Linked DNA regions of Mus musculus: regions 2 and 3 are each linked to region 1. A link is a contact called in public Hi-C data. All regions are on one chromosome and are shown on one strand. Each heading gives the region's core, a stretch centred on a gene start, on an enhancer-like site or on the middle of the called end of the contact. The rest is flanking DNA. Distances are from core to core; before and after follow the strand shown. Region 1 overlaps Inpp4b (inositol polyphosphate-4-phosphatase, type II). Region 2 overlaps Inpp4b (inositol polyphosphate-4-phosphatase, type II). Region 3 overlaps Inpp4b (inositol polyphosphate-4-phosphatase, type II).

Evidence for each region. A called contact is a pair of places that touch in the nucleus more often than the background predicts.
Region 2: a Hi-C map of CD8 T cells shows a contact between it and region 1, with 3 times the contacts expected there. The contact joins two enhancer-like sites. A contact is called at or near these places in 2 of 15 datasets of contacts at CTCF or cohesin (CD8 T cells and pro-B cells), 8 of 484 Hi-C or Micro-C datasets (B cells, the Ba/F3 cell line, CD4 T cells and 4 more) and 5 of 115 datasets of contacts at active chromatin or transcription factors (CD8 T cells, Th17 cells, memory CD8 T cells and 1 more).
Region 3: a contact with region 1 is called in a Hi-C map of B cells, with 1.7 times the contacts expected there. The contact joins two enhancer-like sites. A contact is called at or near these places in 3 of 484 Hi-C or Micro-C datasets (B cells, Th1 cells and group 2 innate lymphoid cells) and 2 of 115 datasets of contacts at active chromatin or transcription factors (CD8 T cells and regulatory T cells).

The regions. Positions count from the first base shown.
Region 1 is chr8:81,634,716-81,638,137 of GRCm38.p6, reverse strand. The region is part of intron 2 of Inpp4b (inositol polyphosphate-4-phosphatase, type II); the gene reads right to left. Among named protein-coding and RNA genes, the nearest start is that of Gm51582, 290 kb to the right of the region's middle. Within about 2 kb of position 1,752, at least 33 of the 459 cell types and tissues checked have an H3K27ac peak or open chromatin away from gene starts, as enhancers often do. A contact at or near this core is called in B cells, CD8 T cells, Th17 cells and 2 more, where this site is marked.
Region 2 is chr8:81,489,135-81,492,856 of GRCm38.p6, reverse strand. All of the region lies in intron 2 of Inpp4b (inositol polyphosphate-4-phosphatase, type II), which reads right to left. Among named protein-coding and RNA genes, the nearest start is that of Gm51582, 150 kb to the right of the region's middle. Within about 2 kb of position 1,321, at least 24 of the 459 cell types and tissues checked have an H3K27ac peak or open chromatin away from gene starts, as enhancers often do. A contact at or near this core is called in CD8 T cells, Th17 cells, memory CD8 T cells and 1 more, where this site is marked.
Region 3 is chr8:81,465,202-81,468,955 of GRCm38.p6, reverse strand. The region is part of intron 1 of Inpp4b (inositol polyphosphate-4-phosphatase, type II); the gene reads right to left. Among named protein-coding and RNA genes, the nearest start is that of Gm51582, 120 kb to the right of the region's middle. Within about 2 kb of position 1,960, at least 26 of the 459 cell types and tissues checked have an H3K27ac peak or open chromatin away from gene starts, as enhancers often do. A contact at or near this core is called in B cells, where this site is marked.

The sequences.
Region 1 (3,422 bases), core at 503-3,002:
CACGATGCCATGCTTCCCACCATGATGATACTGTAAGCCAGCCCCAATTAAATGTTGTCCTTTATAAGAGTTGCCTTGGTTATGGTGTCTCTTTACAACAATGGAAACCCTAATTAAGACAGCTCCTTATATCTAAAACTCTGATTCTGTATTTGTCATTATGGGAATTGAAGACGATTACAAATATCATTTTTAAGAATAAGTATTCACTACACTTCTCCTCGTAGTTTTGGAAACACAGTAAAAAACAACACAAGAGAGGTGACTAACCAAGCAAGGTCCTGACTGATAAGAGACACCTGCTCTGGGGTACTGGTTAGTTCATATTGTTGTTCCACCTATAGGGTTGCAGACCCCTTTAGCTACTTGGGTACTTTCTCTAGCTCCTCCATTGGGGGCCCTGTGTTCCATCCAGTAGCTGACTGTGAGCATCCACTTCTGTGTTTGCCAGGTACCAGCATAGCCTCACAAGAGACAGCTATATCAGAGTCCTTTCAGCAAAATCTTGCTGGCATATTGCAATGGTGTCTGCTTTTGGAGGCTGATTATGGGTCTCTAGCTGCATATGTAGCAGAAGATGGCCTAGTCAGCCATCATTGGGAAGAGAGGTCCCTTGGTCTTGAAAACTTTATATTCCCCAGTACAGGGGAACACCAGGGCCAAGAAATGGGAGTGGGTGGGTAGGGGAGGGTGGTATGGGGGACTTTCAGGATAGCATTTGAAATGCAAATGAATAAAATACCTAATAAAAATGGAATGAAAAAGAGAGAGATAGCTGCTGCCCACTTTGGCTCTAAGGAAAAAGAGTCATGGGACATAGAGAGTCTTGGTAACTCTCCTCTCTATAAAAGTCTATGAAAATTCCCTCAATAAACATGTTTTTTCCAAAGTACATAATATACTAGCTCACCTATAATTTTGAAAATATATTATTTTGCTTCCATAGTTGCTCCTTTATCTAAAAATTTATTGTATCTACTCCAAAACTCAGCCAAAATAATAAATCTTTCTGCCCAACCCTAGGAATGACTCAGTACATAAATAATATTATATGTGGCTTTGGATGTATGAAACTTCATCTTCCTTGATTTTGTTTTTCTATGTAAGGCATAAAATGAAACTTAACATACAATATAATAAATAGTTTGTTTTGAGTAAGAATATTTTTTTCAAAACCAATAATTCTGTCCTTACCTTTCATAAGTTTTAATTTTTGTTGTTTTTCATGAAATTTGGAAGGCTAACTTTATATTACATTTGTGTTCCTATCTGTTGTCAGGCAATCTAAGCTTTGTTGTTGCCACAGACAGCAGACGGGCAAGCATTATTTATCCACTGACTTTGAAATGAGCAATGGCTTGACTTCAAACATTTATTTTATTGGCCAAGTACCTCAGGGTAGGGCCTTTCCTCATTTGTTGTTTGCATATACATTCTCTGGTGATGTTAAGGAAGCAAAAGGTCTAAGTCAAATGTTATTCTTAGAATCAAAACTCATGTTCATAATATGTGTGGCTGGCATTCAATACTTAGTGTCTTACATTACATGACACTGAAACAAAAAAATTTACGTACTTAAAATAATCTATTTACACCTTTGTTAACTGATCTAAATGTTAGCAACCATTATCAGATAGCTAGATATGCAGTTTTATTGAAACCAAGTTACTGCTTATTCTAGCTTCAACTGTCAACTTCACACACACTTGATTTCTCAGAAGGGAAACACAGCTGGGGAATTCCCTAGACCAAATTGGCCTGTAACCATGTGGGTGGGGGATTGTCTTGATTTCTAACTGGCAATGGAGAGCTCAGCCCTCTGTGGGTGTTATAATTTTTTGGACAGGAGGTCCTGAGCTGTATGAGGAAGCCAGCTGAGGATGAGCCTCCATGAGTCAAGAAGCACCTTTCCCCTGGAGTTTCTGCTGTACTCACTTGGATGCGCTTTAGTTACCTAGTCCAGAGAAACACTGCATAAAATAGAAAGTAGGCTTGACTTTGATTTCCTGCCTGGACTTCCAGCAGTGATGGACTATGACCTGACAACATAAATCAAATAGAAGCTTTTACCTACTAAGTTACTTTTGGTCAAAGTGCCTTATCCCAGCTACAGAAATGAGATAGACCCTGTTTTAATGTGCAATTTAAAGTTGTGGTCATTGGCCTTTGCCCAAAATTGAAATGACTCTTTAGAAGCATGAGAATGTTGCTGCTAGTTGAGTTTGATTATGCTTATCAGCAAAAAGTGGAAAGATAATTGAACTGCATTTATAACACACACACACATACACACACAAGCACACAGACAAACATACACACACACACACACACACACACACACGGCCTTGGACATCCACTTTGAGCATATCCAGACTCCCCTCAGCACACTATGTATTTGTTCTGTGATGTGATTTGTTCTGTTCCACTTGTAGTCCCCACATTTTATACAGATTTACTGTAGGGTTGTGCTAAAATGCATGCACTTAACAACTGTGATCAACTTTTAACAAGTAGTGACTACTCACATTGGGTATGTCTCCTGCTCTGTTTCCTCACACACTGATTTTGTCTTGTAACCAGGGACCACTGAACAGTTGCATAGAGGTTGTGTTATAATGTAAGTGACAACATTGCCATGTTGGCTAATATTTTTAAAGTTTTAAAAGAAGTGATCAAGTCAATAACACTTAAATATCAGGACAATGAGTGTAGTCCATAGATTGTGCAGGAAAATGCAAGTAGTAAATTTTGACTAAAATTGGCGAGTTCTGAGTCATCACTGGTTCTGAAGGTGATGGCAATGGGCAGTGGGAGAAATAGGTTCTTATTGCAATGAGAGAGTGGAGTGATAGGGTCCTTAAAGGAAGTCCAGCATACTCACCTTGTACAGAGACTGGAGAACTACATACAAGATGTTGCTCTCATGAACAATGGAAAAAATTACCAGTGGAAAGAAGAGAGAAGCAGGCATGGGGGAGAATGCCTACCAAGCCTTAGCAACTAGCTATTAGCTGAAAATGCAGGAGGAAATTAAAGCAGCTCTCTAATTGAAGAATTGTTTCCAAATAGCTTCAAAATCACTCCAAATAAATACTTCAAATTATTTCATAATTTACCAATAAAATTTGAAGAAAATAGTATAAAACTGAATTGGGTACAAGTTTAAGATGGAACCATTCTTTTAAAAAAATGTATCATTTTTATGACCTTCTATCAACTTTAAACCACACTGGAATATCTTTCTGTATACTTAAACAAAATCTAAACAACACCATTCTCATCTGAAACTGAGGATTTTGCAAAACAGAACTGTTCACTGCACATGACCTTTACACGATAGGAAGCAAATAGCACAGCTTGGTCTTGATTGCTAATCATCCACTCAGCCCTTACATAAGTGGTGTGCTATACTCCTTCTTTGT
Region 2 (3,722 bases), core at 72-2,571, 140 kb after region 1:
TAAAAGCAAAGCAAAGAACAAAAATTGAACTTCTGTAGCATTTTGCTACTGTTGAATAAAATCTGAAATATTATGAATAAAATACTAGGGAGGAAAAAAAACAAATTTATGAGTGTTGTATGTTTTGGGTAGGTTGCCAATTTGTGGCCTTCGCTTTAAAACAAAAGGAAAAGGCAAGATTTGAATCTGCAAATTGACAACTGCTCACCTATCAATAGCCAAGTCCTGATCTCCCAGCAGCACACCCACTCAGACTAGCCCAAATCTTCAGTAACCTCTTTTATCATACATGCTCAGGGTGAGAGGTCCTTCCAAAGCCAAACAGAAAGCCCTTGTCTTCTCATTGTCAGTCAACAAACCTAGCTCTGTGTGGAACTACCCAATCTCAAAGGAGCACTGCTTGCATCCACTCTGTTCCTCAGAGATCTCTATTTTCACCTTCCTACTGAAACCTGACAGATCTATCCTGTAGCACAGAAGATTGATATCTGATCTTACAATACTTTCCTCTGTTCACTGTTTAAATTTTATTGTCCATTCTGCTTTAAAATCCTTACAATTCTATTAATGCAGACTTTCAGCCCAAGAAGAAATTGCTTTCATTAGTTTATGCTGATTTTCTGCCTTTCAAAAATATATCACTAAATGCCATTTTTGTATTTGATGTCTATTCTTCCATAATATATGCCAACTCCTATTCAAGAAAGATCCATTCTATATTTCATCTGAGGACCAAGCTCCCCAGTACAGTTATCCTGTGCCTGATCACAGATCAAAGGTTACAGATCAAATATTAGACATCACAGAGACAGAATAAAATCAAAACAGGGAGACACCCATGTCGTTTTGTTGGCAGGAAATGATTTCTTATGAACACAATGTGACTGTAACTGTACATCAAGGGCAAATCTTTTTTTTCTACTTTTTTCTTTGTGTTACAGATAAATCTCATGATCGTGCACATGCTAACCACTCTCTGTACAACTGTGCTACCACGAAGAGTATAAATCCCACACATGAAGAAAGGATGATGTGTCTAAAAGTTTGATCATAATGTCCAAAATATGATGCCAGCCCTTCTGGTTGAGTATGAGCTTATAGGTGGCAATTCTTTAGTCAACTGTTGTGTATGAAATTGTTGGAAATTATAAATCAATATTAGAGATAGAGTCAGAATCAATTTATCTGTTGTTGGCAAGCATTTTTAAAAATATATTATATGAGGGAGATGAAGAATGTTGGCATACACTATACACATGAGAACTCATTAAGTCACAAAGCAGCTCTGGTGGTACAGGATGCTGTCTGTGCACATGTGCAGATCACTGGAGGAAATGTACATCTCACTGTGGATTATGATAACAACTTTGACTGTTGTGTCAGTATCTATCAGGCTTCCTGAAAGGGCAATCCATATCTTCACTGTGTACTTCTCCATTTTTCAGATGTTCAGCTTCAGCAACCAGCCAAAGCTGCCTTGATGAGGCCACTGATGGCCTCCTGCCTGTCAAATGTGGTGCACCCCTCTTGGGCACATTCCTGCTAAGTTCTCTGTAGTGTTGAACATTACCCAGACCCCTATAAGCTTGAATAATCTTTGCTTCTCTGGCTTCACTCTCTAATGAATCGTTCTGCCTTCCCAAGGTTTCTCTGTGTTTTTATTTGTTTCCCGGTTCCCTGCCCTGAATCTGACCTCAGAACTTGTGCAGAACAGCTGCAGCCTTTGAGATGTTACAGATCTGCTAGGTCACCATCTCTGCCATGTGTCACCTCCAGTTTGACTAACCTAACCCTATCCACCACCATCTCATGTGAAGATTATTGCAATGGACTTGTTTTTTTTCCTCTGTCTGAACTCAGAGCTGGCATACATGACCCACAGTCCTGGTAAAGAGAAAATTCAATTGGCCCATCCATTTGATCAGACCACTCACTGACCTCTTCAGGTCTTTGCTTAAACAGCATCTGACTGGCGACTTCCAGGCCTGCCAATTTAAATATGAAACTTCACCCTGCCACAGATGCCCTGCCTCCCTCCTTCCCTTGCTTTTCTCTATAGCTCTTTTCTAGAGTGATAGACATTTGTTTACCATCTGTCTCTTCTTAGTATGACATAAAATCCAGCAGAGAAGGGATTTCTCTCTGTTTTGTAGGCTGCTGTATCCCAGCATCTAGAGTTAATGGCCCATAGAGAGAGGCCGAAGGCGTTTATTAAAAGAAAGGATGACTATAGCTAATCATGACTTCTTCTTCCTATCATAGTAGGCCTGAGAGCTCACATGGGTGTGACTGCAGTCCATGTACTTCTGTCTTTATGATAGGTTTTTAAGACAAATGTCTAGCCATTGCTGTTGTCTGTATGGGTCCTATCTAGTTTCATACAGTGAAACTTAACTACCAACATGATGGGTTTAAGGAAGGTCTTTTGGGAACATGAGAATAAGACCTCCTGGTGATCAGAACTAATGGTCCCATTAGAAAGGGGGCTAGAGGCAACTATTTGACATTCTCCCCTTCTATTGCTTGAGGAAAAAATAAGGCCAGTCCTTCACCATACTGAATCCTAGTAACTGTCTTGAGCATCTAGCTTTCAGAGACATTCCTGTTACCCAGTATAAGGCTTTCTCTTATAATAGAAATGATGCACTAAAATGGTCATTAAGCAAATGCAGGAATTGGCAGTCAGTGCTTTCTGGGAGAGGAGTGTTGCTTGCTTTAGTACTGTGGTCACAGATGAATGTCTCTTGTTCCACTGAATAACTTCTTCTCCATGCTTGAAAAAGTAACCTTAATTAAACTCACTGGACCACACACAGAAAAGAGACATGGAAGCTGAAGAACTGTCTGGGAAGAGTGCAATGGGGGAGGGAAAGAATGGGATAAAACCCACCATGCTCATTCTGTAGACATGCCTGAGACACAAACAAAAACTGGAGTGAAAATAGGTGGCACTCATAGGCAGCAGACTGATAATAAAATCTCGGGTCTTAAAGGAGAGGGACATATGTATCCTGCCATGCCTTGCTTCAGCCGTGGACCCCCACCAACATGAACACAGTGAGCATAAATGCTCCAGGAGTGTTGCTTACATGTCTGAAATAGTGTACTTTATCATGTACTCATCCCCACCCCACACACATTCACACACACACACACACACTCACACATGCGTGCACACGTTCACCCACATCTATTGTCCATTATAAAGGGTAGGAACACCATTTCATTTTCTTTTTTTTCCTACAGTACCTAATCACTACACATTTCAAAGGAAAACTATTAATAATTACCTATTTATGAATTCTTTTTTTTTTCTTTAATTTTTTTTTCTTTCCATTTTTTATTAGGTATTTAGCTCATTTACATTTCCAATGCTATACCAAAAGTCCCCCATACCCACCCACCCCCACTCCCCTACCCGCCCACTCCCCCTTTTTGGCCCTGGCGTTCCCCTGTTCTGGGGCATATAAAGTTTGTGTGTCCAATGGGCCTCTCTTTCCAGTGATGGCCGACTAGGCCATCTTTTGATACATATGCAGCTAGAGTCAAGAGCTCCGGGGTACTGGTTAGTTCATAATGTTGATCCACCTATAGGGTTGCAGATCCCTTTAGCTCCTTGGGTACTTTCTCTAGCTCCTCCATTGGGAGCCCTGTGATCCATCCATTAGCTGACTGTGGGCATCCACTTCTGTGTTTGCTAGGCCCCGGCATAGTCTCACAAG
Region 3 (3,754 bases), core at 711-3,210, 170 kb after region 1:
TATATATATATATATATATATATATATATATATATATATATCAATGCAACCATAGCTCCAAGTGACACTTTTCGCTTTTATCTACTGAGAATAATTCTGCTGCTGGACAGCCCTTAAGGAAGGGCCTACAGTAACGGAAACTGTATTCATTGGCCACAGTAGAAACAGCTACGTGCTGCCCAGCCACCTCCACTTGGCTGAGCTCTACCTGCTCACTAGCCCATCTCTTTGCATTTTCTTTATCAGAAAGCAAGGTACTTGTACTCTCTCTCCTGAACTTCCAGAGACTAAATTAAGCTCTCCTTTTGACACCTCTTACCAGCACCAACAGCACCAACCTTACCTTCCTCCCTCTGTACACAGATATACCTAGATATCTAGCATATTCTCAGCCAATCCAAATAAACCTTCCTGCAATCTCCAGACCCCAGGATCATTTTATTTTAGAGATGTAGAACTTATCCGATTCTTGTCTTGGTAATGGGGAATTTCTCCCAGGTGATCTAGCTCATAAATCATGTGAATATCTGATAGCCACTGTTGCAAAAGGGTCCATTTTTAAACAGTTTTCTATCTTGTGGTGGTGATTTTTTCACAATCCCTGCTTATCTACAGGAAATTACCTAAAAATGACACGTCTATTGGATACTCTATTCCATTTTATGATCATTTGGTGAGTGTTATATTGTTCTTCAGTTGTATCCTTCCTGCAATATCAATCAGAGTCCCAAGTGTCTGCGTGGTGTTCTCTCATTTCCATTCTTAATAACATTCTTAAGGATTAGGTCTTACCTCTCAGCACCAGCCAAATTTACCACCTGTCAAAACGTTAATGCCTACTTTCCCACAAAGTGATCCCCAGGTACTTTGGACTCTGTTGGTTGTACCATTTGCCACCACTGTATAGCAATTAAAGTCAAGGGCTCCAATTCATTTTGACTCCTTACATTGCCTTGTGTTGTCTTGTCTCCCCGACTATTCCACGTTCCTCAAGGACAGGTGCATGCTGTGACTATTGCTGATCTCCCTTGCCACTTAATGCAATGACTAATACATCAAAATATCCTTAATAAGGAGATTCCACTTCATACAGATTAAATATTAATGCAGATAAAAGAGTTGACTTATGGAGCATGAATATCTCACTGTGTCTTCTGAGAACAATTGCATAGCAAGTCCTTATTTTTGCCACATCAATTATAAATTTCAAAAAAAAAAAACCCTGAAGGATAAAAAGACACAGAAGATGCATGCAAGAAGTCACAGTATCACACAAAGGATGATCCTATGTGGGAATATATCCAAAGGCAGTCCGTGTTTGACCTTGTTTTTCTGCCAAGGATAGCACTTGCCTCGAGGGTAATTAAGATAGTTACAAGATAAACTGAAAAGGAGAATTGGGTTTTGACATCTGGCAGAATCTTGGAGCCAAAGCAAAATCAGGTTTTACTTAGAGATAAAACAAGATTCACATAAAAATATTAGACTATGTGGAACTAGGTCATGGGTTCAATCCTCAAAATAAATAAAACACAAGACTATGTGTACAAATTGTCATTCAGTCCTTTGGTTTTAAGAATTAATAATTTAGATCCAGACTACTCCCAAAGGTATGTATGTAGCATTAGCCAGCAGTTGTGGTACCTTTAAGAGGTAAGAGAATGAAAAAAGTTACTGGGAGTCTGTCCTTGAAGGAATATCAAAACCCTAAATAAATGACTTAATCCTTTTCTGGCCACCATAAGGTAAACAAGTCTCCTCTAACATGCATCTCTTTTCATGATGCACCATCCTGATATATCACTAAAGAAAGAGAGCAGAATAAGCACAGAATCAAAATTAGGGACCTGGAGACCAGAAGTAACCTTTCTTTCTTATAAGTTGATTAGGCTGTGCATGATTTCACAGAGATGAAAAGCTAACTGACGTGATGTGGATGTGAAACAGGAAGACCTACTGAAGAGGAAGAGGTCAACAAAACCCTCACATCTGTTCTCCTTGAGGGAAACACCCACTGGGAAATGACATGAGGGTGAAAGGAGACCTGGGGGTAGAAAATGAATGTTCATGGCTCAGAGTTAAGATCCTCAGAGAAACTGAACTCACCACTTAGCAACTCTTGGCTTATCGTGGAGGTAATATGAGGTGTGAGAAAAGGTAATTCTGCACAAAGATGGAGCTGAGACAAGATGGCATCATCCATAGCCAATAGGAGAAGTCTAAAAGACATGGACATTCTCAAATGTCTTCAATAGAGAGTGTGTGAATATTGAGTAGGCTGGCACCACCCACCACCCTGCCAGAAAATGAGGTCCTATGAGCCTTGTCCCCACCCACCCTTACAAATCACAAGACTACAGAGGGGTGAGCAGAAGACAATGGGAAGTGTCTAAAAGTACAACCGCTGAGCCAATCATCAACCTATCCGGTAAAAGAGAATGAAAATTAATGCAGCTTATGTCACTATTTTATAGATAAGAACACCAGACTGGAATGACAGACGTCCTTCCTTGAGTGTTATACATGAAGTATGAGGGGAAAAAAACTTTTTGTGTTTATAACATCTGCTCATGTTTGGATACATTTTCCAAAACTCTCCTGAGCCTACATTGTTTCTTCACCATGAATATAAAATTGTGTTATTTCTCAACATATAAAAATAGAAACTCAAATTCCATTTTAGATAAATGCAAAATAAAATCATTTTAATTAATTTATTTTTAAGACATTATGAAGTGCATTTAAAATCAAGACACAGATAATATACAGAAAATTGTTAGGTTTAATTTGTAAATTTAGAAATATTACTGAATTGAGAGTCATTGTACAAAAATAAATTATGTTATCATAAAATAATAAATAAAAGGGAAGTTATGGCACTTGAAATAGGGTGATAAGTAAAATATTTGGAATATGACTAACAAGACATGTTTATAGCTTCTATATCAAAGACCTAGAAAGCATGTGAATGAGCAGAGAATGACAGGACATGCTCATACATCAGAAGGCTCACTCATCAGTATGTTAATCCTCCTACACTTGACTAGTGCACTCAGTATCTCACAGTCAATTCTTAGCTATGTTAGTTTGGCTTTATTTTTTTTTTACAACAACATTTATTCAGAAATGTAAGGATCTAGATTACCCAAGTCAATGTTAATGGATAAAATAAGAATTTGAAAGTGCTGCATTTTTACATATTAAAACTTAAAGAGCCAGGAGACAGCTCAACAAAATGCTCCGCATACAAGCCTGGTGACCTCAGCTCTGATCCTGAGTTCATGTAAAAGTTGAATGTGAGGGTGCACATCTGTAGTCCAGGAGGCAGAGGCAGGAGAATACTGGGAAGCCCCAGGTCCACTGGCACAGTGAAGAGGCAAGAGACAAGCAAAGCCTTGCCTCAGAACCACATATGAGGTGAGGATGGACTTCCAAAGTTATTCTCAGACTTTACTCACACACCATGGCACACTGAACTCACATATGCATCATACACATGAAACACTATACATATACATACACATATACATATACACATATATAGACATGTACATATATATGTATATGTACATACATATATTAATTTAAAACTTAATTAAAAGCTTTGATAATTAAGGCAACTATTTGATTATGTGTGAATACACATATCTTCTTATAGGGTCCAAAACAAACATATACAAATTGGTAGAAGGGAGGATAATTCCAAATATCTGCTTAGGGCAAAAGAAGTACTAACTCTTACATAAGAAACTCT